3 separate regions of the Sus scrofa genome follow, and all the other regions are linked to region 1. Evidence: chromatin contacts called from public Hi-C data. All regions are on one chromosome and are shown on one strand. Each heading gives the region's core, a stretch centred on a gene start, on an enhancer-like site or on the middle of the called end of the contact. The rest is flanking DNA. Distances are from core to core; before and after follow the strand shown.

Evidence for each region. A called contact is a pair of places that touch in the nucleus more often than the background predicts.
Region 2: a contact with region 1 is called in a Hi-C map of liver, with 7 times the contacts expected there. The contact joins the enhancer-like site here to the promoter of FGFR1OP in region 1. A contact is called at or near these places in 1 of 5 promoter capture datasets (liver) and 1 of 47 Hi-C or Micro-C datasets (liver).
Region 3: a contact with region 1 is called in a Hi-C map of liver, with 2.3 times the contacts expected there. The contact joins the promoter of SFT2D1 here to the promoter of FGFR1OP in region 1. A contact is called at or near these places in 1 of 5 promoter capture datasets (liver) and 18 of 47 Hi-C or Micro-C datasets (adipose tissue, alveolar macrophages, blood and 10 more).

Annotation. Positions count from the first base shown.
Region 1 is chr1:2,119,348-2,122,647 of Sscrofa11.1, forward strand. FGFR1OP (FGFR1 oncogene partner) reads right to left here and starts at 1,485. Exons shown (of 14, transcript XR_002342214.1): 1 at 1,311-1,485; 2 at 604-657. LOC102157461 (a long non-coding RNA gene) reads left to right here and starts at 1,589. Exons shown (of 3, transcript XR_002342227.1): 1 at 1,589-1,754; 2 at 2,555-3,161.
Region 2 is chr1:2,524,187-2,527,563 of Sscrofa11.1, forward strand. No RefSeq gene overlaps it. Among named protein-coding and RNA genes, the nearest start is that of MPC1, 16 kb to the right of the region's middle. Within about 2 kb of position 1,880, at least 17 of the 83 cell types and tissues checked have an H3K27ac peak or open chromatin away from gene starts, as enhancers often do. A contact at or near this core is called in liver, where this site is marked.
Region 3 is chr1:2,575,482-2,578,714 of Sscrofa11.1, forward strand. SFT2D1 (SFT2 domain containing 1) reads left to right here and starts at 1,334. Exons shown (of 8, transcript NM_001244534.1): 1 at 1,334-1,473. The coding sequence starts at 1,411.

The sequences.
Region 1 (3,300 bases), core at 235-2,734:
GATCCTGCGGTAAACTTGTTGACAATGAAACCTTTTCTTCCTGCTTTAACCTGTGTTTCAGATGTCCCCAGCGGAGAGGGACCTATGAAATTTAGCACCGGCCTTAACTTTCTTTACCCCCAAACTCTAAAATATACACGAAGAGAGAATAATCTTGACTCTCTCCCAACACTAAAGTTCAAAATCATCCTTGGCTATGCCCCACTATACACAACATTTAGAATGGTTTTTGGGCAATTAGAAATTAACCATAGGAGTTCCCGTCGTGGCGCAGTGGTTAACGAATCCGACGAGGAACCACGAGGTTGAGGGTTAGGTCCCTGCCCTTGCTCAGTGGGTTAACGATCCGGCGTTGCCCTGAGCTGTGGTGTAGGTTGCAGACGTGGCTCGGATCCCGCGTTGCTGTGGCTCTGGCGTAGGCCGGTGGCTACAGCTCCGATTCAACCCCTGGCCTGGGAACCTCCATATGCCGAGGGAGCGGCCCAAGAAATAGCAACAACAACAACAACAACAACAACAACAAAAAAGACAAAAAAAAAAAAAAAAAAGAAAAAGAAATTAACCATAAAGGAACACAGTCATTACGATTTGTCGATTTCATACCTCTACTTTTTCCTGCTCCTCTAGTGCTAAAAACACAGCAGCTCGGAGTTCGGCCTTTGAAAAGGGAGGGAGGTGCGGTGAGGAAAGGAACAAAAATTATCAAGGCAATTTTCATAACAAGAAGCGCACACGCGGCAATTTCAAAACTCAAAACGAAAAGGGGCAGGTTGATAGTGCTTAGTCGGCAGGTGCACAGACACGTCGGAAAGCGTCCTGAGACGCCGTGAAGAAAGGGACCTGTGGTTCCCAAGTCCCCCATCCTGCCCTGGGGTGTCTCTCAGCACCCACCTCTCTGGTTTACGCTCTGTAAGTCCATTTACAGGTGGAGACGCTCGCCGCCCGACAGCTGAGACCAAAGGCGGGGAAGAGCCAGGGAGCATGCGGCGTTGGACCCCCGGACGCCGGGGGCGGGGGGCAGCCGGGGACTGGACCCCCGGACGCCGTGTGGGGACGGGGTGGGGGCAGCCGGGGACTGGACGCCGGGGTCGGCCTCCTCCGACTAAGGCTGGCCGGGCCGTGAGGCTCCCCGGGAGTGACCCTTGACCCCGCGTGGACCGCTCCGAGGGAGCCCGCGGGCTCGGACCTCAGCCCCGGCGGTACTGCCGACGCGCCCCGCGCCCCTTTGTGATGCTCGCCGTCCACAAAGGCCCCGCGGCCCGCAAGCGCGGCCGGCCTCCCCTCCTCCGGGCCCCGGTCTCCCGCCCTACCTTGATGCGGTTCAGGACCCCGCTGTTCTCCAGCGTCTGCACCAGCAGGTCCCGCAGCTCGGTGTCCTCCTCCGCCACCACCGCGGCCGCCGTCGCCGCCATCTTGCTTCTCCAAGACAACCGCCCAAGCCGCGCCAACGGCCGACGCCGCAGCCCGCACGGCGCGTAGGCACGCAGCCGAGACCACGCCCCCGACGCTGGCGCGCGGCCCGCCCCCGTCGGGGCGGGGCCTCGGGACGCCGCCAGGTGGGCGGGGCCTCGGGGGCGGGATCTTCAGAGGCGTGGGCGGTGAACCCGCGGTTCTGGGGATCCGCGCCGGGCCGGGCCGCGGAGGTTGGGTAAAGAGAGGTGTTTGAAGTGTTTCAGGTGTGCCTGCAGGCTGCTGCTGTGGACGCGCGTGCTGGAATCCGGGGCAAGGTCCTGAGTCTGCTACTGCTTTCCAAGGTGCGGCCGAAATGTGTGAGTACAGGTGTGCACGCTTACTGAGAGGCATGTGCTTACGTGCGTGTGTGTGCAGGTGTGCACGCTCATCGAGAGGGCACATTCACACGGTGCGGCGCAGTGAAGGGTATATGCAGTATGCCGTTGTGCTGTTCTTCACACTCTGTGTGCTCGCACAGTTTTGCAATAACGGGGAAGGTGAGGGGTTTCACAACTACCTTAAAGGAGAAAATACAGATTCTAGAATTCCCCGGGACTCTCACTCCGTGGGTCTGTAGCGGGTCTTAAGGAATCATTTTCTCAGGGAATACGGGTGGTCTGCAGATTCTCGTGAGATACAAATGCTATTTGTCAAGTAAGAAAGTAAAAGTCGAGGTGTCCTGACCAGCCCATCTCCTCCTCCACAGGCAGCATCTGTTCAAATTGGTATAGGTCTTTCCAGACAACCTTATACATAGATACGTTACATACACGCAAGTACTTTTTCCACTCTCCTAATTTGGAGCCTATGCTTACTGAGTTTCTATAACGTCTTTTGATGTATATATTTATAGATTGAGCCTCATTCTTTTTAACTTCTGGGTAATATTCCATTAAAGGGTGTTTGAAAGTTGTTTTTTTGTTGTTGTTTTTTTTGTAATTAGACCATGTCTCATTTGCCTTTGTTTTGTTTGTTGTGGAAGTAACTCATACCAATGGTTAAAAATCCAAACAGAAGGGAGAAACATTAAAAGTCTCTGTGTCCACCCTACCTACTCACCTATCACCTGCGTATTGTAGACCCAACTACAATTTCTTTCTAGGTCTTCTGGTTCTTTTCATTATAGCTGTAAATGATGTACGTCCTGACCCGTCAACCACGAACAGTATCTTTTCAAAGGGTAAGAATATATTTTCTCTTTCAACTCCTAAGTTTAAAAATTACATTACTTTTAGTTCCAACGGGGGAAAATTTTGTGACTTTATCTGAATCATTATTTATAAAAGTACCTCTTACCTGCTGGCTCCCCGCAATGAGCGATGAGGAAATTGGCGTACTTATATTCTCTCACTCCCCCATGTTGTTAGAGTTTTATCTTTATACTATGAAAATCTCCTCTGCAAGGGTAATTGCACCTTGCAAACGTTGTAGCGGATTGAAAAGCAATCAGCAGCATTCACAATATTAGGAGACCCTCTGTAACAGTTCTGTCGGCAGAGCCCCTATGCCCTTCAAACAGAACCTTTGCTGCAGCTGGGCCAGCCTGCAGCTGTCGGCGCCCGAGATGATTTGCCTGCCATGGCGTTTTCCAACCACCAGAGGCCGCTCTGCCCGCGTTTGGGGCGGACCTGAAGAGCCCCGGAATGTGTATCTCCCCAGAGCACCTGCAACAATGCGTGGGAACCCCTGGGACAGGACGTGCGTCCAAGGTGTGTTCTCCACTAGCTTTTAGTGCTTCCGGTTTGAGCGCCAGTTAAAGAGGAACCTGCTTGGGAACCCAGTCTTCATTAGTTCCCCTCCTGGCGTGGTCACCTTCCTCGGCTGGCATTTTCCAGAATCCTCTCCCCA
Region 2 (3,377 bases), core at 630-3,129, 410 kb after region 1:
TGCTGTCCTCCCAGCTGCCTCCTCTATGTCCTAGCCCGGTGGTTGCTCACACGTGTGAGGCCAGGGAGCCCAACAATAGTGGCTCTGCGCTATACCTTCTGTCCCCACCTGCTGGACTGAGTGCCATCTGCGAGGCCACCGACGGGCCAGGAGAGAGGCAGGTGCACAGGCGGGCTGCTGCCTGACCTTGTGGGGACAGCCAGCCCCCTCTCAACCACAAGGCACACACCCATCTTCCGTGGGGTTTAAAACAGTCCTCTGGAGTTCCCGTCATGGCTCAGTGGTTAACAAATCCGACTAGGAACCATGAGGTTGTGGGTTCGGTCCCTGGCCTTGCTCAGTGGGTTAACGAACCGGCGTTGCCGTGAGCTGTGGTGTAGGTTGCGGACGCGGCTCGCATCCCGCGTTGCTGTGGCTCTGGCGTAGGCCGGTGGCTACAGCTCCGATTCAACCCCTAGCCTGGGAACCTCCGTATGCCGCAGGAGCGGCCCAAAGAAATAGCAAAAAGACAAAAAAAAAGTCCTCTGGTCACCTTCGTGCAGAACCCGTTGTCTAGATTCAAATGCAGCTGGACACCTGTCCCGAGTCTGGCCAACCCAGGCCATTAGCCGTATTTGCTTCCCAAGACGCTGAGAACACGAGGCGTGTAAGGAGCCGTGGCTGGGCTCCTGGCTGCGGGGCGGCCTCCAGGTCTCCCGACTCTGGGGCCCCCACATCCCCGGTGTTGCATCCGGTCTGTGACCTCCTGGGTGAAGTGCTTAAATGTCGAGTGCGAGGGCGGCTCGGGGCTCGGGATCCCCGGTTGGAGGCCGGGCGTGGTTCCAGCTCCCCCGCCGCCCACGTGGCGAGGACGTGTCCCGTCCCAGACCTCAGCTCCCTTGGCCTGACACGGGAGGGGGCGCCAGTGTTTCAGGTTGTCGGTGCTTTTACAGAGGGACAGTAATTGCACACTTGACGTGTGAAAACTCAGACGAAATAGAGGTCCCTTCATGGCAGAGATTCACTAAAGCAAAATGCGTTTCCTGAGCATGGACCCCACGCTGTCGCTGTCCTGGGAGGCTCAGCAGCCACAGAGCAAGGCTCCCTCTCGTGAAGTTCGGCTTCCAGCAGGAGAGACGGAAAATAAACCAGAACTACAACCACACACAGCAGGTGCCCAGGCGCTGAGCCCTGTAAGGAGCAGACCCAGGGGAGCGTCGGTTATATTCCGGAAGGTAAATCCAAAACACACTCGAATCCTTGGAGTTCCTGCTGTGGCGCAGTGGGTTAAGGATCTGACTGCAACAGCTCAGGTCGCTGCAGAGGTGCAGCTTTGATCCCTGCTTTGATCCTGTAGGTTACAGCTGCGGCTCAGATTCAAGGAACTTCAATACGCCACAGGTACAGCCATAAAATAAAATTAAAAAATAAAACGCAACACTAACCCTTAATGTTTGCCGGTTTTTCTCAGCGGCAGGTATGACCAACCTTTCAATGGAGAGCCCATGACTTTTGCAGTTTTATTTAATTGATTCCCGAGTAATGGCTGTAATTTAGGGTCTAACTCAAGAGCACTCATTTATGACATAGATCCAATTTGAATATAGATTTGTCATTTCACTATGATGTGAAAAAACATTAAATAAATATGGGACATAGAAATAATCTCAAACATGTTTTTATCACGCCTGAGCGTGGGCAAAAAAAGGCACGATTTTCAAATTACAGCTACTATAGTGGTAGAAACAGCAGCAGCACTCAGCTCAGGAGCCTCGTTAGCAGCAAGCTCCATTCATTTCAGTGGTTTCCCACGAATTTTATTGCACAGTCTTCTTTCCTGAGGGAATAGGAAGCCAGCTCGGCTCCTGACCTCAGCCTCCTGGGCTCTGCTTTGGGCTTGGGATGGATTGCGCAACTGGCAACTTTGATCTCAGGCGGACACGACGAGACTCACCGACTTTCAAAACTCTGCGTCTTTAAACTGTGGGCTTAGAAACTGGATGGATCAGGTTTTGTTTTTAAATAACTGTTGAAAAGGTTACGTGCTCAGATTGAAGAGAAGATTTGTTTTAAGAGAAATTAAGGTCAGAGTTGGGCTGCTCACATCTCTTGAAAACACATTTTTAGAGCCGAAGGTTTTGCCAACAGCATAAACTCGAGTCTAGTTACAAAATATCCCCACTGACAGCCGGCAAACATCCAAAGAACTCCAAGAGTCACGTCGAATCTGCAAGACGGATGTGGACAGAGGCGGGAAGCTCATGCCCTGAGAAGATTAGTGGTGAGCTGGTCCGCGGTGGCCTCACAGCAACCCCGAGCTTATCGACCGAAGAAGCCGGGGAGGCTCAGCCGTCCAGACCGAGTTCACTGGGCTGGACCTCGGGTCCCCGTCCCCAGAACGTCCCAGGGGGTTCAGACCTCCTTTCCCTCCCCCAGGACTCCTCCTGTGGCCCTCGGGCAGGCAGGGCATCTCCGGGTGTCCCCTGGCTCCGGGGTCCCGGGACTCCTGATGGCTGATGGGGACGTGGAAAGGAGGGGCCACAGCAGGGCGTCCAGGGCATCGGAGAGGACAGCGCCCTGAGCCGCAGCGGGCAGCGCCTCCCACAGGCCGACGCGGGCTCTTCTCCAGGCACCAGGCACGAGGGACGCCAAAGCGACCAGCCAACGAAGCTCTCCGGCCTCTGTCAGCTTTCTTCCTGCTGAGGGGAAGCAGAAAAAGCAACGAGCACAAAGGCTGCAGCCGTCACCGGGCGCTGGGTGCCGTGTGGAAACAGCCAGGATGGGGCAGGGGTGGCAAAGTTCAACAGGGTTGGGGGCATCACTGAGAAGAGGCATCGAAGGAGCTGGGGGGTCAGTGAGCGGGGCGGGGGGCCCGCAAGGCAGGCGGAGGCTTTTAAATGTCCAAGGTGAGAGTCCTCCTGAGGGAGTTCCTGTTGTGGCTCAGCAGGTCCAAACCCAAACCCCAATATCCATGAGGATGCAGGTTCAATCCCTGGCCTCGCTCAGTGGATTAAGGATCGGCGTTGCTGTGGCTGTGGTGTCGGCCAGCAGCTGTGGCTTCAATTCGACCCCTGGCCTGGGAACTTCTATATGCCGCAGGTGCGGCTCTTAAAAAAACATAATGTAAAAAGATTCCTCATGAGAAGTTCCGGCAAAGCAGACCTTAATCGAGCCGATCTGCTCAATCACTATCTTGTCGCATTTACACGGATGTTTCCTGAGTCCGAGTTGATAGACAGTCCTGCTGCACACCGGTGGTTAGAAACGGGTGACTCGAGAAGCCGTGTTTCAGGAGAACCTGGAAGGCCCTCTTGTGTATCAGATTCTAGTCCCGTTCCTTGTGCTTTGTGGGGACTTGTCTTGTTTTCCCCTAGAAACACTTATTTGCGGGGTCTAGG
Region 3 (3,233 bases), core at 84-2,583, 460 kb after region 1:
TGGCAACGCCGGATCCTTAACCCACTGAGTGAGGCCAGGGATGGAACCCGCAATCTCATTGTTCCTAGTTGGATTCGTTTCCGCTGCGCCAAGAGGGGAACCCCAGGGTTCCACATTTTCAAAGCTGGAAAATGAGCTGAGTGAAAAAAAAAAACACTTCTCACAAGGAAAAAGGAATAAGGCAGCCTTTTGCCTTTTCTTCTGAGGTATTTTGAAGTAAAACTGACCTTAGAACAACAGATTTGAACCGCCTGGGGCCACTTACACGTGGATTTTTTTTTCAATAGTGAATACTACAACACTGTGGGATCCTCTGTGGGTTGAACCTGAGGATGCAGGACCAAGGATACAGAGGAGCGGAGGATGTGGTTGAAGAGGCTGTGCACGAACCACACGCATGGAGAGCTGGCTGGAGGCTGTACACCCACTCTAAACTACAGGGAGGGCCGGAACCCCAACCCCCACAGGGTTCAAGGTCAACTGTTATATCTATTCTTGTTTCACCTTGAAAAGTAGGTGAGTATAACTATCCAGCTCCCAACGCCGCACCACAGGGCAGGGCTGAAGTCAGAGCACAGAACTGCTGGCCCCCAAGGCCTGCCCGCTGTCTCCTTTCAAGCAAAGATATTTTGAGAACTGCAGTTCAGAACCGAACTCCTGCCAGTACCCTCACACTGGCCCCCAGCATTCTTCTGCTGTCAGGTCTGGACGCAGGTCTGTGGCACTGGAGCTCCAGGCTACAGAACCAGTTCCCGCGTCTGAGCCCTGGACCTCGGTCTGCAGGCCTAGACGTCGATCGGGTCAAAGTCCTGGACGTGGGTCTGAGCACTGGGCCTGAGGTCTACAGCACTGGTTCTCGCTCTGCAGTACTGGATGTGGGTCTGCAGCATTCCATGTCGGGCCCGCAGGGACAGACTTCTGGTCCGGGCACTGGATCCCGGGTCCGCAGGTCCGGGCACTGGATCCCGGGTCCGCGGGCCCGGACGTGGGTCCGAGGCACAGGTGAGGATCCCCGTTCGTTGTGTGCATTCATTCAACAAACGCGAGCTGTGCGCCCGCTGGGCCAGACTCCCGTGGGTGGGAGGCAGCGACTGCTGGACCCGAGCGCGGGTGACCTGCGGCTCTCCGCTTCCCTGCGTGACCGCTTCCGCCCCGGGGCCAGGAGGAAGCCAGCGCAGCGCGGAGGCGCAGCCCGACGCGGTTGCCCGCAGCCGCAGGGCTCAGACGGGCCCGCGGCGCAACCCGGCGCGCATGCGCGCGCTGCTACGGCGGCCGCAGGGGCCGCTCCGATTCGCCGGAAGCGAAAGACCCGGACTTCCGGTCGGCCCGTGGAGTTTCAGGTTCCGGGTTTCCGGGTGAACGAGAGCGGCTGGGGAGTGAGTGGCCGCCGCTGCGGCGGGGAGCAGGGCCATGGAGAAGCTGCGGCGGGTCCTGAGCGGCCAGGACGACGAGGAGCAGGGCCTGACTGCGCAGGTAGGGAGCCGGCGCCCGGCCCCGGGGTGAACGTGTGCTGGGGCGGGACCGCGCAGCGTGGGCGGCTGGGCCTCCTCTACCTGCCCAGGTGATGCGGGAGGGCGCCACCCGCCTGCCGGGAAGAATTTGAGGCGCTTTCCAGGTTTTCATGGAGCCCACTTTGGGACCCCCTCCCCCTATTTGACCTTGTGACTTCTAGGGACCCCCTTTACTATCTGTCTCCCTCTCCCAAATAACCTCTCTGCCCCCGTGCTCCTCTTCCCCAGCCTCCGCTTGGTTTCCTGCGCCTGGTGTGGGCTCCGAACTCGGGCTGGCAGCGCAGTAGGTGTGCAGGTACTTGTCCTGCCAGCTGCTGAAGCCGAAATCTTACAGCTTCATTGCATCCTTTAGCCTCGGTTATTAAATGAACTGTTGTGAATGTGTATGTGTCTTTTGGAAGCAGGGAGACCGGAGGGAGAAAAAAAGCAGGTCATTGAGAAGTGAAATAATGCTAAATTAAAAGTTGTCTGTTGAGCCCTGTTAAGGGATTTTTTTTTTTTTTTTTTTAAGAAAAAAAGCAACCCTTGTCTCCATGCTTTACCCAGGAGACTTGATAAGGGTTACTTCCTCTGCTAAGAGGGTTAAAAATAGTGCAGCAGGAACTGCTTTGTAAGTATTTTTGTTATATGCATACTGACAAATTCTCGTTTGCTTGTCACAAAAGTGGAACATTTAAAAACAAAACAATGTTACATAAGGATCTTTTATTTGTCTTTTTTCCTGTCCTAACTTCCTTCCTTGTTGTCATAATTATTCAGCACTTCTTGTGAACAGGATCCTGGACTAGGTAGGCTCTTAGTGTTCTAAGCCTAGAAGTCAAGCATCTCCTCTAAGTGAATTCTAACGAGTTTGGTAAATCATAATGATAATACAAGAACCCATAAATAGTAATATGGGAAACGTACATTAGATAGCCATGGCTTATCCAACTCATTGATTTTTAAAAAAAATTTTTTCCCTGTTTTTGGCCGTACCCTTGGCACTCGGAAGTTCCCAGCCAGGGACCACATCCAAGTCCTATCTGCAACCTCCGCCACAGCTGCAGCAATACCGGATCCTGAACCCCTTGCACGGAGCTGGAAGTGCATGGCAACACCATGGAGACGAGCTGGGTCATTAACCCACTGCACCCCAGTGGGAACTCCCCCACCTCATTTATCAAACCACTGTCTTCTGCTTTACATTCTGTGATAGATCTGTGCTCTGCAAACAGTAGCCATAGCTATAAGTGGCTGTTTAAATTTAAGTTAATGAAAATTAAATGAAATTTCAACTTCCTTTCTCAGTCATACCAGCCACATCCCAGGTGCTCAGCAGGCACGTGTGTTAGTGGCTGTCACACAGGACCCTGCATTTGTGGGGCATTCCATCAGGAAGTTCTCTTGGCCTGAGCTGCTCTGCACCGGAGGGCATGCAGGTGATAGTGCCGCTTTTCTTGAACCCAGGGTCTAGTTGGGAGAAAGATACTGTAGGGAAGTCCTGATGGAAATTGGAGTGATTGGCTGGAATGGACAAGTTCCATGAGTTCAGAGGTGACCCTTTACTCACTCAGCAGATATTTTGGTACCTGCATCTGTTTGGCACTTGTCAGAATGCCCGTGGTCTTAACAATGACTGAGACAGAGACCTGCCCACATGGCACTTGCATGTTAACTGGGGGAACAGGTCATAAACAAGTGGGTATAGAAACATGTCAGCCCACATGGCACTTGCATGTTAAC